Linked DNA regions of Capra hircus: region 1 is linked to region 2. A link is a contact called in public Hi-C data. All regions are on one chromosome and are shown on one strand. The core of a region is the stretch at or near the end of the contact, and the rest is flanking DNA. Distances in the headings are between cores, read along the strand shown. Region 1 overlaps EVL (ena/VASP-like protein). Region 2 overlaps EVL (ena/VASP-like protein).

Region 1 (6,553 bases), core at 2,341-4,840, 99 kb after region 2:
ATGTGGTTTCCAGACCTCCTTCCATTTAAAACGTGGCCCTCTGTGTCCACTAACAGTGCAGCACCAAAGCCGCTTGAGCACAGGCTTTCTGGGATGGACTTGCCTGTGTGGAGAGGGTGAGGATCCTGTCTCCCTCGTGCTGGCCACTGCGCTGCGATTAACGTGCCCTCTGAAGAGCCGTGTTAACCACAGGTCACTGTGCTTGTTATCATGCGTGTAACCGCAGAACCTCCAGCCCTTTTTCTGATGATCTAAAGCTGAACCCAGAGAGAGAACCACCCTAGGAACCTGGGTATAGAGGTTGGCCCGCGCTGCACTGTCAGTGTGTAACAACTAAGTTATGTTTCCTTAGCTCATTTAGTACACATGCCTCTCTCGAACCCTCTCTCTCTCTTGCTCACCCTGTCTTTCCGCTGTAGGACAACCCAGCCTGCCTTCCACGTGGCTAAGGCTTAGAGGAAAACGGTATCGCCCACTGTGCTCTGGCCTTGCTTTACCCAGCAGCACAGCAGCGTGGGGCAATAAACCTGAGCTCTCATCTCAGCGCCCCAGCAACGTGCAGGGTGTCCCTTCACATCTCTGAATCCTCCTGAGCTCACCTCCCTGACCAGAGGCAGGCTTCCCTTGTGGCTTAGCAGGTAAAGAATCCGCCTGCAATGCTGGAGACCTGGGTTCGATCCCTGGGTTGGGAAGATCCCCTGGAGAAGGGAAAGGCTGCCCACTGCAGTATTCCGGCCTGGAGAATCCTGCAGAGCTGGGCACGACTGAGCGACAGTAGACTGAGCTGCCTCCAGTCTCAGATCACAGACCCTGGAGCCTCACAGCCAAAGGAGAGCTGAGAACCCATCTCGTACCCCTCCTAAAGTGGGATCCTTTCCATCGCGTCACTGACAGCGGGCCATCCAGCCTCATCCAGACGCCACTTGCATACTTCCATCTCTAAGGACTGAATATTTCTCAGTTAACGCTTGCTGTGTGGTAGCAGCTGTGTTAAGCGGCTTCATGTGCATAATTGCCCCCCATCTCCTACGGCCCTCCTTTGGCAACCATCCATCTGTTCTCTGTATCCATGAGAACGTACGAGATACAGCGTATGGTATTTGTCTTTCTCTGACTTCTTTTCCTTAGCATAATGCCCGTGAGACCCATCCATGTTGTCATAAATGGCGAGGTTTCTTTCTTTCTATGGCTAAATAATATTTCATTGTGTATACAGTATACCACAGTTCCGCATCTGTCCACGTGTCAGTGGACGCTTGGGTTATTCGGTATCTTGGCTAGTTTTAAATGCTGCTCCCGTGAACGAGGGGCACGTCTGTGTGTTTGACTTGGTGGTGGCGGCTTGGTCGCTAAGTCGTGTCCGACTCTTGTGACTCCATGGATTGTAGCCACCAGGCTCCTCTGTCCATGGCATTTCCCAGGTGAGAATAGTATTTTCGTTTTCTTGGGGTAAATACCCAAAAGCGAAATTGCAGGATCATGTAATAGTTCTATTTTTAACTTTCTGAGGAACCTCTGTGCTGCCTTCTAATAGTGGCTGTACCAATTGCATTCCTACCAACAGTGCACAAGGCTTCCTTCTGCTCCGCATCCTCGCCAAACTTTATTTCTTATCTTTTAGATGATAGCCATTCTGACGTGTGTGAGATGATAACCCCTTGTGGTTTTGATTTGTATTTCCTTGATCACTGCTAGTGTTTAACATCTTTTTATGTATCTGTTAGCCATATTAGTCCCTTATCAGATATATGAGTTGAATCACTTACTCCCACTCAGCAGATTGCTTTCTCATTCTGTCGATGGCGTCCTTTGCGTGTAGCTTTTTAGTTTGATATAGTCCCACTTGTTTTGCTTTGCTTTTGTTGCTCTTGTTTTTGGTATCAGATTCAAAAAAATCACCATCAAGACCCGAGTCAAGGAGCTTATCACTTAGATTCTCTTCTAGGAGCTTTATGGTTTCAGATCACAAGAATATGGAGATTAAACAACATGCTGCTAAGGTGGATTGAAGGACAGATGGAGAGAGACTTAAATGCCTGGACACAAGCAGAAATGGGAGCATAACCTAACCGAACTTGTGAGATGCAGCAGAGGCAGTTCTCAGTGCTACTGCTAAGTTCTTAGCGGTAGAGGCCTCCCTCAAGAAGCAAGGAAAGTCTCAAACAGCCTCGCTCTACACTCAGGGCACCGGGAAAAGATGAGCAAAACAAGCCCGAAGTTAGTAGAATGAAGGGAGCGACGATGATTAGAGCAGAAAGAGAGACTGAAAAGACCATAGAGAAGAGCAGTGAGACTAAGAACTGGTTCTTTCAAAAGATAAAACTGACCAGCCTTTAGCCAGACTCACCAAAGAGAAAGAGAGAGGACTCTGTGTTCAGGTTAGAATGTCCATACTTACTCAGAGCAGTCAAGAGACTCAGTGCAATCCTTATCAGAATTCCAATGGCATTTTCCATAGGACTAGCACGATAATACTACAGTTTATACGGAACCACAGAAGACCCCCATGGCGAAAGCGATCTTGAGAAACAACAACAAAGCTGGAGGCATCACATGCCCTCATTTCAAACTATATTACAAAACTGTAGTAATTTAAACAGCATGATTGTCATTAAAGCAGAAATCAGTGGAGCAGAATAGAGAACCTGGTCATAAACCCACGCAGGTACGGTTTATTAGTTTATGACAAAAGGAGTCAAGAACATACAGCGGGGAAAGGGCATCCTGTTCAATAAACGGTGCTGAGAAAGCTGAATAGCCACATGGGAAAGAGTGAGGAGTCGTCCTTTTAACTAACAACCCTTTGGTTAACGCATTCTAGACTCTGCAGAGAGCTACGGGAGCATAAATACGAATTAGAAAAGACTCGCCCTTAAGAATCTTTATATCTAGAAGTCTTGATGAGATATGTGTCACACTGTGACCTCTGCAGTAACCCCATTAGGTCGGTGGAGCCAGGATGACTATCCCCGTTTCACAGCTGGAGAAACTGAGCCCCAGGGTGCTGCCTGGGGTGACAGGGCCAGGACCCGGGAACCCGACTCCCAGCTTAGGCCGTGACCACACAGCTTTATCAGTTAAATGAAGTAACTGGTTTTCAGACCCTCGCTGTTCCGCTGGTCCTGTTGAAGAGCTGCCTGGCCAAGCTACCTCTTCTTCTGATGCATCCACATCTCCCTGTCTCCTGGTAGCCCCAGGGACACGGTGTCCTTGCCCCAGAGTCCTTGCCCCGGAGCAGCTCTCTCCAGCTCACTTACCTTTTATTTATTTACGTGTATTTCTCTCTCTTTTCCCTTTCAGGTTGTGATCAATTATTCAATCGTGAAAGGGCTGAAGTACAATCAGGCAACGCCAACCTTCCACCAGTGGCGAGATGCCCGCCAGGTCTACGGTTTAAACTTTGCAAGTAAGGAAGAGGCAACCACGTTCTCCAATGCCATGCTGTTTGCCCTGAACATCATGAATTCCCAGGAAGGCGGTAAGTGGGGCTTTGTCTGGCCTGGCGCCCAGACCCTCCCTCCCCTCCCTCCGCCCTTCCATGGCTCTGGCTCCCGGGGCGTCCTCGACTGCAGCTGTGCTGAGCTGACGTCTGTTGGATTCACAGAGAAAACTGCTGCCTAACTCTAGATAGAAAGCACTATTAGCAGTTTGAGCGAGAAGAGAGACCTTGGCATCGTTTCCGCCCTTTGTGAGCTGGAGAGAGCTGTACTGTGTGCCTGAAATGGGGCGTCCAGATGTGTGTTGCCTGTGTCGTCCTTCTTTCCACATTCTCAGCACATATTTGGCAGAGTTTGGAGGGAACAAACAAAACTGTATTCTTGGATTCAGTTATTCCCAAGTTTAACATACTGTTCCTGAACACTTCTGCGTGTTGCAAACTGTCTGGGGCAAAATAGGTCAGAAGTGAATCGATGGAGCCCATTGACTCATGGCATTTGGTATCCAAGAGTAGAAGGATGGGCCTGTGAACCGCTAGTGATAACGTGTTACGATAAGGGCTTTGATAGGGTGTGAGCAGGGCAGGGCCTTCAGGAGCATGGAAAGGAAAAGGAGGGACTGCCCAGCTGGACTTCAAGCGGTGGCAACACTTGAGCTGGAGTTTTGACCGGCAGGGAGCTCATAAGATGGGGGAGTGGGCATCCCAGATAGAGGAAACGGCAGATACAAAGGCTCCGGGGCCTGAAAGCCCAACCTGTGCGTGGAGGAGAGCGTGCAGTGTCTCTGGGGCCCACCGTGCCAAAGGAAGGAGGCTGGACGTGGACCTGGAAGGTGGCAGGGATCGCACAAGGAGAGGCTTCAGCTAACCTGGGAGACTCGGGGTGTGGACAGCGGGGTGGGGGCGGAGAGAGGGGCCAGCAGGAGCGTCTGCAGGGCGGGCAAAGCAGAGACGCAAAAGCACACGTGGCTCTTCGGGCAGTCTGCAGCGTCCGCTTCCGCGGAAGGACGGGGCCTTCCAGGGTGTCAGCATCTTGGAGGCCAGCGACGTCCAGCGCTTGGCTGGAGGACTCAGCCTCGGTGGGCATGGCGGCATGGGGCTGGGCCCGGGGCGCCCTGCTGGCCTTGAGTCCAGCACACATCACTTAGTCTCTCTGTGTCTGGGTTTCTTTTCTGTAAGGTGGGTGAGGAGTTGCTTTTATGTGTGTGTGCTCAGAACCTTCGGTCGTGTCTCTTTGCGACCCCAGGGACTGTAGTCCGCCAGGCTCCTCTGTCCATGGGATTCTCCAGGCAAGAAAATGAGTGGGTTCCCATTTCCTCCTCCAGGGGATCTTCCCAACTCAGGGATTGAACCCTTGTCTCTGGCATCTCCTGCATTGCAGGCAGATTCTTTACCCACTGAGCAACCTGGGAAGCCTGATTCTATGTTTAAATGAATTCAAATATAAGATGTTAGTGGGCCGCCTGGCATGTGTTAATCTCCCAGTATCACTATTTGTGAGTATCGTTTCTGGCATTGCTGCTGCTGCTGCTGCCAGAATTAAGGCAGGAAGTGGGGAGCCATGGTACTTAGAAGCTGCAGGGAGATGCCTTTTAAATAACTGTTTTGCCTTATAGATCCAAGCTTTGAGACCTAACTTAAACCCTCAGAGAAGTTTGTTTGTCTTTTTTTTTTAAATAGTGAACGTGTTTAGAGGATGCTTCCTGCAGGTCATACGCAGAACCAGCACTTATAGAGTTCTTTCCCCACTGTGAAAAGACTGCAAGGTTTGTGGATCCTCTGCTGAGAACCGGGGGCTGCATGGTGAGGGACCACAGCGTTGCTGAGTGAGGAGTGCAGCGCCTGAAACATTGGAGGCCCCAAATAAACATTCATTAAACTGTCTTTTTTCCACCCAAGAGCCTTGAGCCTCAAGGAAGGAGCTGAGTTTAAGGTTTCCGATCTTAGCGGCCTCACTTGCCCCAGGACTAGCTTTATTTTATCTATATATATAGATACATTAAGGTGGGGAAAAGGTTTTCATTTAATCAGATGGCTGGCTCAAAGCAACTACTATTGACTTTATTAACCTCATGGTAGAATCACAAAGAAATCAGCTAATCTGAGCCTCATTTTCAGATAGAGATCTGTGACCAGTATAAAAAAATAACTGTTGTCAGGTAGTAAGTCACCTTGGAACCCCAGTCCCCCTGGGTGGAACGCCGTCCTTGCCGGGGTGGGTGGGTATGTGCTCACGTTGATGGGGGCCTGACCTGAGACTCTGCCTGTGAGTAGTCGTCCCTCCTGGCTCACTGGCCTTTGGAGGCCGAGAGCTGGGCCCCTGCGGACAGAGCCTGCTGTACCTTACAGACGCCTGAAGCGTGAGCTCCATGAGCTTGTACAAAGGCATCTGTGGGACCCCGACAGAGACCACACCCGTCCACCCCTCCCAGCCCAACCAGGGCTTCAGGTTCTGTGACAACAGAGCACCTTTACCTGTGTTTGAACTTAATGTAAATGGATCGTACAGTGCGGACGTCGGGGTCTGATTCTTGTCTTTGACCTCATATCTGAGGCACCCGCCCTCTGACCCATGTGTGTCCGCGGCCAGCCCTGTCCCTGTGGAGCGTGCTCCGGGATGTGGCTGTGCCTCTCTGCCCAGTCGTGCAGCCCCTGGAGCCCGGGCAGGACCCAGGCAGCCTCCCGCTGCAGATAATTGCGACGTTACTATCAAATGCCCTGCATTGGGAAGTGCTGTTCCGCCGTCCTCGGTGGGTGCCGTTCGCAGTGCAGCGGACCCTTGAACAGCACAGTTCTGAACTGGGTGTCCACTGACGCGCGGCTGCTTTTCCAGGAGTACATCTCCGGCTCTGCGTGATCCGCGGCTGGTCCTTCTGCAGGTGTGGAGCCGACTGTGTGGTTACACGCAGGTTCTGACCTCTGCAGACCAGAGCCCGACCCCCATTGTGCTCAGGGGTCAGCCGTGGTGAGAAAAGCGTATGCTTGGAGGCCCCAAGGTCTTGTATCGAGTCTTCACTCTACCACCTGTGGCCCTCGGATAATAAACCCTACTTCCTAGGACTGACATGACGATTCAGTGTAAGTGTTTATAAAGCACTTAGCATGGAGTGCCTCATA
Region 2 (6,456 bases), core at 25-2,524:
ACAGTGTTTCAGATGATATACCATAATTTATTTACCAGTACCCCAAGTTTGGGACAGTTGGCTTCTTTTTAGAATGTCATCATTGTGAACAACATGATAATGACTGCGTGTTCAGTCTTAGAGTGCATCTCTGACTATTTCCTCAGAATAAGGTAGCAAAATAGTATCACTGGCACCAAAATCTGTTGACATATATATCAGGATGTAAACTTTAAGCAGGAAAGAGAGAAAGATGATGTTGATTAAAGGAAGTTTATATTCCTGGTCTTAACTTGGAGGTTCCTCTCCCCAGAAGTTTGAGGATTAGAATAGGAATTAGAAATAAATGGTGTGGTTGCATCTGTTCGCCAGTGGGGGGAGCCCTGGTCCCGAGTCCCCTGAAACAACTGTGTATGAAGATGGATTATCTGTCTTTGTCTTTAAGGCTGTGTGAAAGACGTCTATTCTTGGGTTTGGACTTAAAGTAGGAATGTGAATGAACTTTTTTAAAATATTGATTTAGGCCACCTTTTGTCCCTCGTATTCTAAGCAGCCTGGGTTTTAGAGTCTAATAGACCTGGATTCTGCCCCAGAGCCACTCTTTACCAGCTGACTAACTTGGTGCAAATTGCTTAACCTTTATGACCCTCCACTTTTCTCAACTATAAATGAGGATAATTCTCCTTCCTTCTTAGGTTTGCAAGGCTCAAACAAGAATACATAAAAAGTTCTCAGTGTATGATGTTCAATAAAAGTTAGCTGTTTACCTCCCCCAGCTCACCTTGTTATGTCTGTGAGGAAGATAAATCCTGGACGATCTGGGACAGTTTTCTGATTTCAGATTTTCTGCCCTTTTGTCAGATTGCTGCCTAACTTATCTACCATAGGTGATGATTTTTTGCTTTAGAAACTACAGTTGCTATTGATACTTTAGCTTCTAAAAATGATTCAGGGACATTCTCTATAAAAGACACAAAATATAACTACTGGAATAAAGACAAAACAGGCATGTTATTTTGGGGTAGAGAAGATGATTGTACTAAGAAAATTTAGATGCAGAAATAGTTACTGCAGTTGAGCAGTTGACTGTGGAATTGACAGACGTGGTGGCAGAAAGCACAGTGGGAGCCACTGGGACGCGTGTCCTGAGTGTCTCAGAGATGGACACTGTCCCTTACAGGGGCTGGCTCGGGGAACCTCTTACCTTCTGCAGCCTTCCCCTTGTCACACATTTTTCCTGGGTGCGCGCCCTCTGCAGCTTCCGGCACCTCACACTCTGGGCGCTGTGCTCCATCCTGGGCTCTCTGTGGAGCTGTGTTGCCGGGGTCCAGCCCCTGCGGATGTAGGGTAATTTGAAGATGGGGACGGAATCGGCATCCTAGGAAAAAACTTATTTAATTACAGATATAGAGAGATTAGAAACGGATAGTGTAGTAGGAAAATTAGTGGAGAAAAACAGGCTGAATAACTTGGTTTCCGTGGAATACCAATCACCACCTACGTAGGCCACAGACATCTTTCCGTTCTCCCAAAGGAGAGGAGGCACTGAGGCCTCCCCGGTCCGATCTTAGAAGCCCAGGCAAAGTTAGCAGGCTTGGTGAGTACCCACGTACCAGATGGGAATTCAGCCAGAAAGACAGAGAGCAAGAAAGAAGCGACATGGGGGAATCAGTCTTTCCAGAAACTGATCCCATTTCTTTATTTTTCAGGTTTGCTTATATACTTTTTGTTATACATAGGGATGAATACAGAGTCACGCGGCAGTCAGCAGTCCTGACCTTTATCAAAATCAGGTGCTTCACACAAATGTATAAACAAAGGTCTTAGGGGTTTTACATCATCTTCTGGCCATGAGGCCTGCTGACATTTTATGATCCTTTCTTTCTGATAACCAAAAAACTTATTTTTCCAAGGGTGTTTTTTTCTTAAACCAGGCACCACCCTCTAAATAAAGTTGTATTCCTATAGGGTGAGGGTGTAGTGGGGTACAACTAAGACAGGAATTTATTTAACCTAAGGTTAACATGATCAATCTTAAAGGTTAATACTTACTTCTCCTATATGCTAGTTATATTCATTATAAGGGCAGGGAATATGGAGATTAAGCAGCGAACATCAGCCCAATGAATGAAAACCCTTCACCAATATTCCCCTTAAGATCTATTTAGTCTTAAGATAGTGATAAAGTTACATTTTTGCATAGCAAGGACACTGATTTATAACAAAGTACAGTGATCTATAACAAAAGAGAAAATTCATTAACTCAAAAGGTCTAGTATTGCTAACATCAAAAACTACTATATTTCCTTTTCTATATTCCAAGTACATTAATATATTCCCAGGTGCCTAAGGATATGGAGGCCTGGCGGCAATAATTGACTCCACAATGAGAAAAGCCCTATGCTAATTAAGACTTTCAAGATACTCCGAACTCTCTGTGCTGTTTAAGGTTGAGAGGTAGTAAACAATCATGTGGAGTATGGATAATCCTGTCACATAAGCTGGTTTGCCTGCAGAGAGGTTTGACCTGAGACACCCTTGTCACACCCAGGGCAGGGAATTAGCAGCAATTATTGGCACAACAAATGAAAAACCCTTCACCAATATAATTCCTAACCAACCCACTATACTAATAATTTCTAGCTTCCCAAAAGAATCTGCCTTTAGTAAGTCTAAAACATCTTGTCCCTCTCATGATTCAGTTCAGTTCAATTCAGTCACTCAGTCGTGTCCAACTCTTTGTGACCCCATGAGCCGCAGCACGCGAGGCCTCCCTGTCCATCACCAACTCCCGGAGTTCACTCAGACTCACGTCCATCGAGTCCGTGATACCAACCAGCCATCTCATCCTCTGTCGTCCCCTTCTTCTCCTGCCCCCAATCCCTCCCAGCATCAGGGTCTTTTCCAATGAGTCAGCTCTTCACATGAGGTGGCCGAAGTACTGGAGCTTCAGCTTTAGCATCATTCCTTCCGAAGAAATCCCAGGGTTGATCTCCTTGGAGTCCAAGGAACTCTCAAGAGTCTTCTCCAACATCACAGCTCAAAAGCATCAATTCTTCGGCCCTCAGCCTTCTTCACAGTCCAACTCTCACATCCATACGTGACCACAGGAAAAACCATAGCCTTGACTAGACGGACCTTAGTCGGCAAAGTAATGTCTCTGCTTTTGAATATGCTATCTAGGTTGGTCATAACTTTTCTTCCAAGGAGTAAGCGTCTTTTAATTTCATGGCTACAGTCACCATCTGCAGTGATTTTGGAGCCCCCAAAAATAAAGTCTGACACTGTTTCCACTGTTTCCCCATCTATTTGCCATGAAGTGATGGGACCGGATGCCATGATCTTCGTTTTCTGAATGTTGAGCTTTAAGCCAACTTTTTCACTCTCCTCTTTCACTTTCATCAAGAGGCTTTTTAGCTCCTCTTCACTTTCTGCCATAAGGGTGGTGTCATCTGCATATCTGAGGTTATTGATATTTCTCCCGGCAATCTTGATTCCAGCTTGTGTTTCTTCCAGTCCAGCATTTCTCATGATGTATTCTGCATAGAAGTTAAATAAGCGAGGTGACAATATACAGCCTTGATGTACTCCTTTTCCTATTTGGAACCAGTCTGTTGTTCCATGTCCAGTTCTAATTGTTGCTTCCTGACCTGCATACAGGTTTCTCAGGAGGCAGGTCAGGTGGTCTGGTATTCCCATCTCTTTCAGAATTTTCCACAGTTTATTGTGGTCCACACAGTCAAAGGCTTTAGCATAGTCAATAAAGCAGAAATAGATGTTTTTCTGGAACTCTCTTGCTTTTTCCATGATCCAGTGGATGTTGGCAATTTGATCTCTGGTTCCTCTGCCTTTTCTAAAACCAGCTTGAACATCAGGGAGTTCACGGTTCACGTATTGCTGAAGCCTGGCCTGGAGAATTTTGAGCATTACTTTACTAGCATGTGAGATGAGTGCAATTGTGCGGTAGTTTGAGCATTCTTTGGCATTGCCTTTCTTTGGGATTGGAATGAAAACTGATCTTTTCCAGTCCTGTGGCCACTGCTGAGTTTTCCAAATTTGCTGGCATATTGAGTGCAGCACTTTCACAGCATCATCTTTCAGGATTTGAAACAGCTCAACTGGAATTCCATCACCTCCACTAGCTTTGTTCGTAGTGATGCTTTCTAAGGCCCACTTGACTTTACATTCCAGGATGTCTGGCTCTAGATGAGTGATCACATCATCATGATTATCTGGGTCAGGAAGATCTTTTTTGTACAGTTCTTCTGTGTATTCTTGCCATCTCTTCTTAATATCTTATGCTTGTGTTAGGTCCATACCATTTCTGTCCTTTATTGAGCCCATCTTTGTATGAAATGTTCCCTTGGTATCTCTAATTTTCTTCAAGAGATCTCTGGTCTTTTCCATTCTGTTGTTTTCCTCTATTTCTTTGCATTGATCACTGAAGAGGCTTTCTTATCTCTTGCTATTCTTTGGAACTCTGCATTCAGAACTCTCTTGATTGGGAGGCTGTAAACAATCACATGTGGCTGGATGAACCTGTACTGGCAGGCTAGATAACCTTCAGAGGAGTTCGTAAGTTGAAACACCCTTGTCACGCCCAAGAATTTTTATTGACTTGGAGCTGTAAGTTAACACCTTCTCAGAGAGAGGTAATGGGGGTCAGCCCCCCATAAAGTCAGAGGTATAGGTGAGAACGTGAAACAGTAAGGTAGGTAGACTCTGGTTTGGGGGTAGGTGCCCCGGAACAGGGGGTTTCCTGAGGCTCAATCCTCCTTTGCGTATGCTGAAGCCTCCTTCCTCATGACCTTTGCCATGGGCGGAGTTCCTCACGCTGGCTCCCCGCACTGTGTCTGTCTCTGTCATCTAGTTCCCATTCTCTCTCAAAGGATCCTTAAATAAGCAGAGGTCTGAGGGACCAGCTCACGAGTTAACCTGAGGTCAGCTGCTTCCTTTTCGTCTTCAGCTTGCTTAGTGCCTAGCCTTCAAATCTTAGCTGCAATGTCACTTCCTCAGGGAGGCAGTCCTTGACCCCTACCCTGACTGAGGGCCCTTTCTTGTTTGCTCTGTGGGATTCCATATTTCCTCTGCTGTTACTCTTTTCGTAATTATTATACTTAACTTTCTCGGCCCAAGCCTCATCGAGAGTTACAGCTATTTCGATCTCTGTTGGGTCCCAAGAGCCTAGCACTGTGCCTGGTGCTTGGTAGATGCTTCATGAAAATCGGTGCTGCCACTTGTACCCGAAATGAGCAATAAATCATGACGTTCCTTCTTCCTCGTCATGGGTCCTTCCAAGTACAACATTCCAGGCAGCTCCCAAATGGGAGATGCTGGCATGCAAGATGAAAACGTGCATTATGTGCTTGATGAATTCCTGGGGTGACAGTGCTGATATCGTGCGTTTCCATACCACTGCTGGGAGGCAGGCTTTGTTTATTGATGTGTGGATGGGTTCTTTTTTCCTGTTTTTTTTTTTTTTTCTTTGTAAGAACACTGTGACTCTCAGTGTCCCTGGTGTTTCTCAGACTTTAATGTGCGTAGGAATCACCGTGTGTCCTTCCAAAATGCAGACCCCCAGGCCCCATTGCTGGGGATGGAGGAATGCTTTTCATAAGCCTTTTTTTTTCTTTTTATTAATAGAATTTATGTGTTAAAGCAACTTTAGACTTATGGAAAAATTAAGCAGAGAGTACGGAGAGTTCCCATACACATATCTCCACTGGTACCGTTTCCACGGTTAGCATCCTACATGGTCCATTTGTTGTATTTAGTGAACTACTATTGATAACAGTATTAATAGCTGGAGTCCATAGTTTGTTGGACCTAATGTCCTTTTTCTGTTCCATGTTCTGATCCCGAATACCACATCACATTTAGTTCTTAAATCTCCTTAAGCTCCTCGGTTGTGATAATTCTTCAGATTGTCTCTGTTTTTGATGATCTTGGCTATTTTGAGATGTACTTACTTAGATAGGTTGCAGGATGCCCTTCTGTTGGGATTTGTTTCATGTTTGCTTGTGGTCAGCCTGGGGTTGTTAGTTTGGGGCGGGAAGATCATGGAGAGAGTGACATTCCATCCCATGACAGAGGGTGCGTACCTGCAGCGAGCTTTATCACCGTGGATGTTGGCCTTGATCACCTGGCTGAAGCGGTGTTCGTCGGGTTTCATCCTTGTAAAGTTATTCTTGCATTCCCCTTTTAATGCTATCGTCTTTTCAAAACAGTCCTTGTCCATGTTGTCATTGTTCATTCACTAAGTCGTGTCTGACTTTTGCAACCCCATGGACTGTAGCCCACCAGGCTCCTCTGTCCATGGGATTTCCCAGACAAGAATACTGGAGTGGGTTGCCATTTCCTATTCCAGGGGATCTTCCTGACCCAGAGGTCGAACCTGCATCTCCTGAACTCTTTACCACTGAGCCACCAGGGAAGCCCAGTACTGTTGCGTAGCCCATGCTTAAAGAGGAGGGAATT

What was found. A called contact is a pair of places that touch in the nucleus more often than the background predicts.
Region 1: a Hi-C map of blood shows a contact between it and region 2, with 3 times the contacts expected there. The contact joins two enhancer-like sites. A contact is called at or near these places in 2 of 5 Hi-C or Micro-C datasets (both in blood).

The regions. Positions count from the first base shown.
Region 1 is chr21:64,325,626-64,332,178 of ARS1.2, forward strand. EVL (ena/VASP-like protein) reads left to right here. Exons shown (of 11, transcript XM_018066034.1): 3 at 3,301-3,478. Among named protein-coding and RNA genes, the nearest start is that of MIR342, 6.7 kb to the right of the region's middle. Within about 2 kb of position 3,591, at least 2 of the 5 cell types and tissues checked have an H3K27ac peak or open chromatin away from gene starts, as enhancers often do.
Region 2 is chr21:64,228,792-64,235,247 of ARS1.2, forward strand. The region is part of intron 1 of EVL (ena/VASP-like protein); the gene reads left to right. Among named protein-coding and RNA genes, the nearest start is that of EVL, 12 kb to the left of the region's middle. Within about 2 kb of position 1,275, at least 1 of the 5 cell types and tissues checked has an H3K27ac peak or open chromatin away from gene starts, as enhancers often do.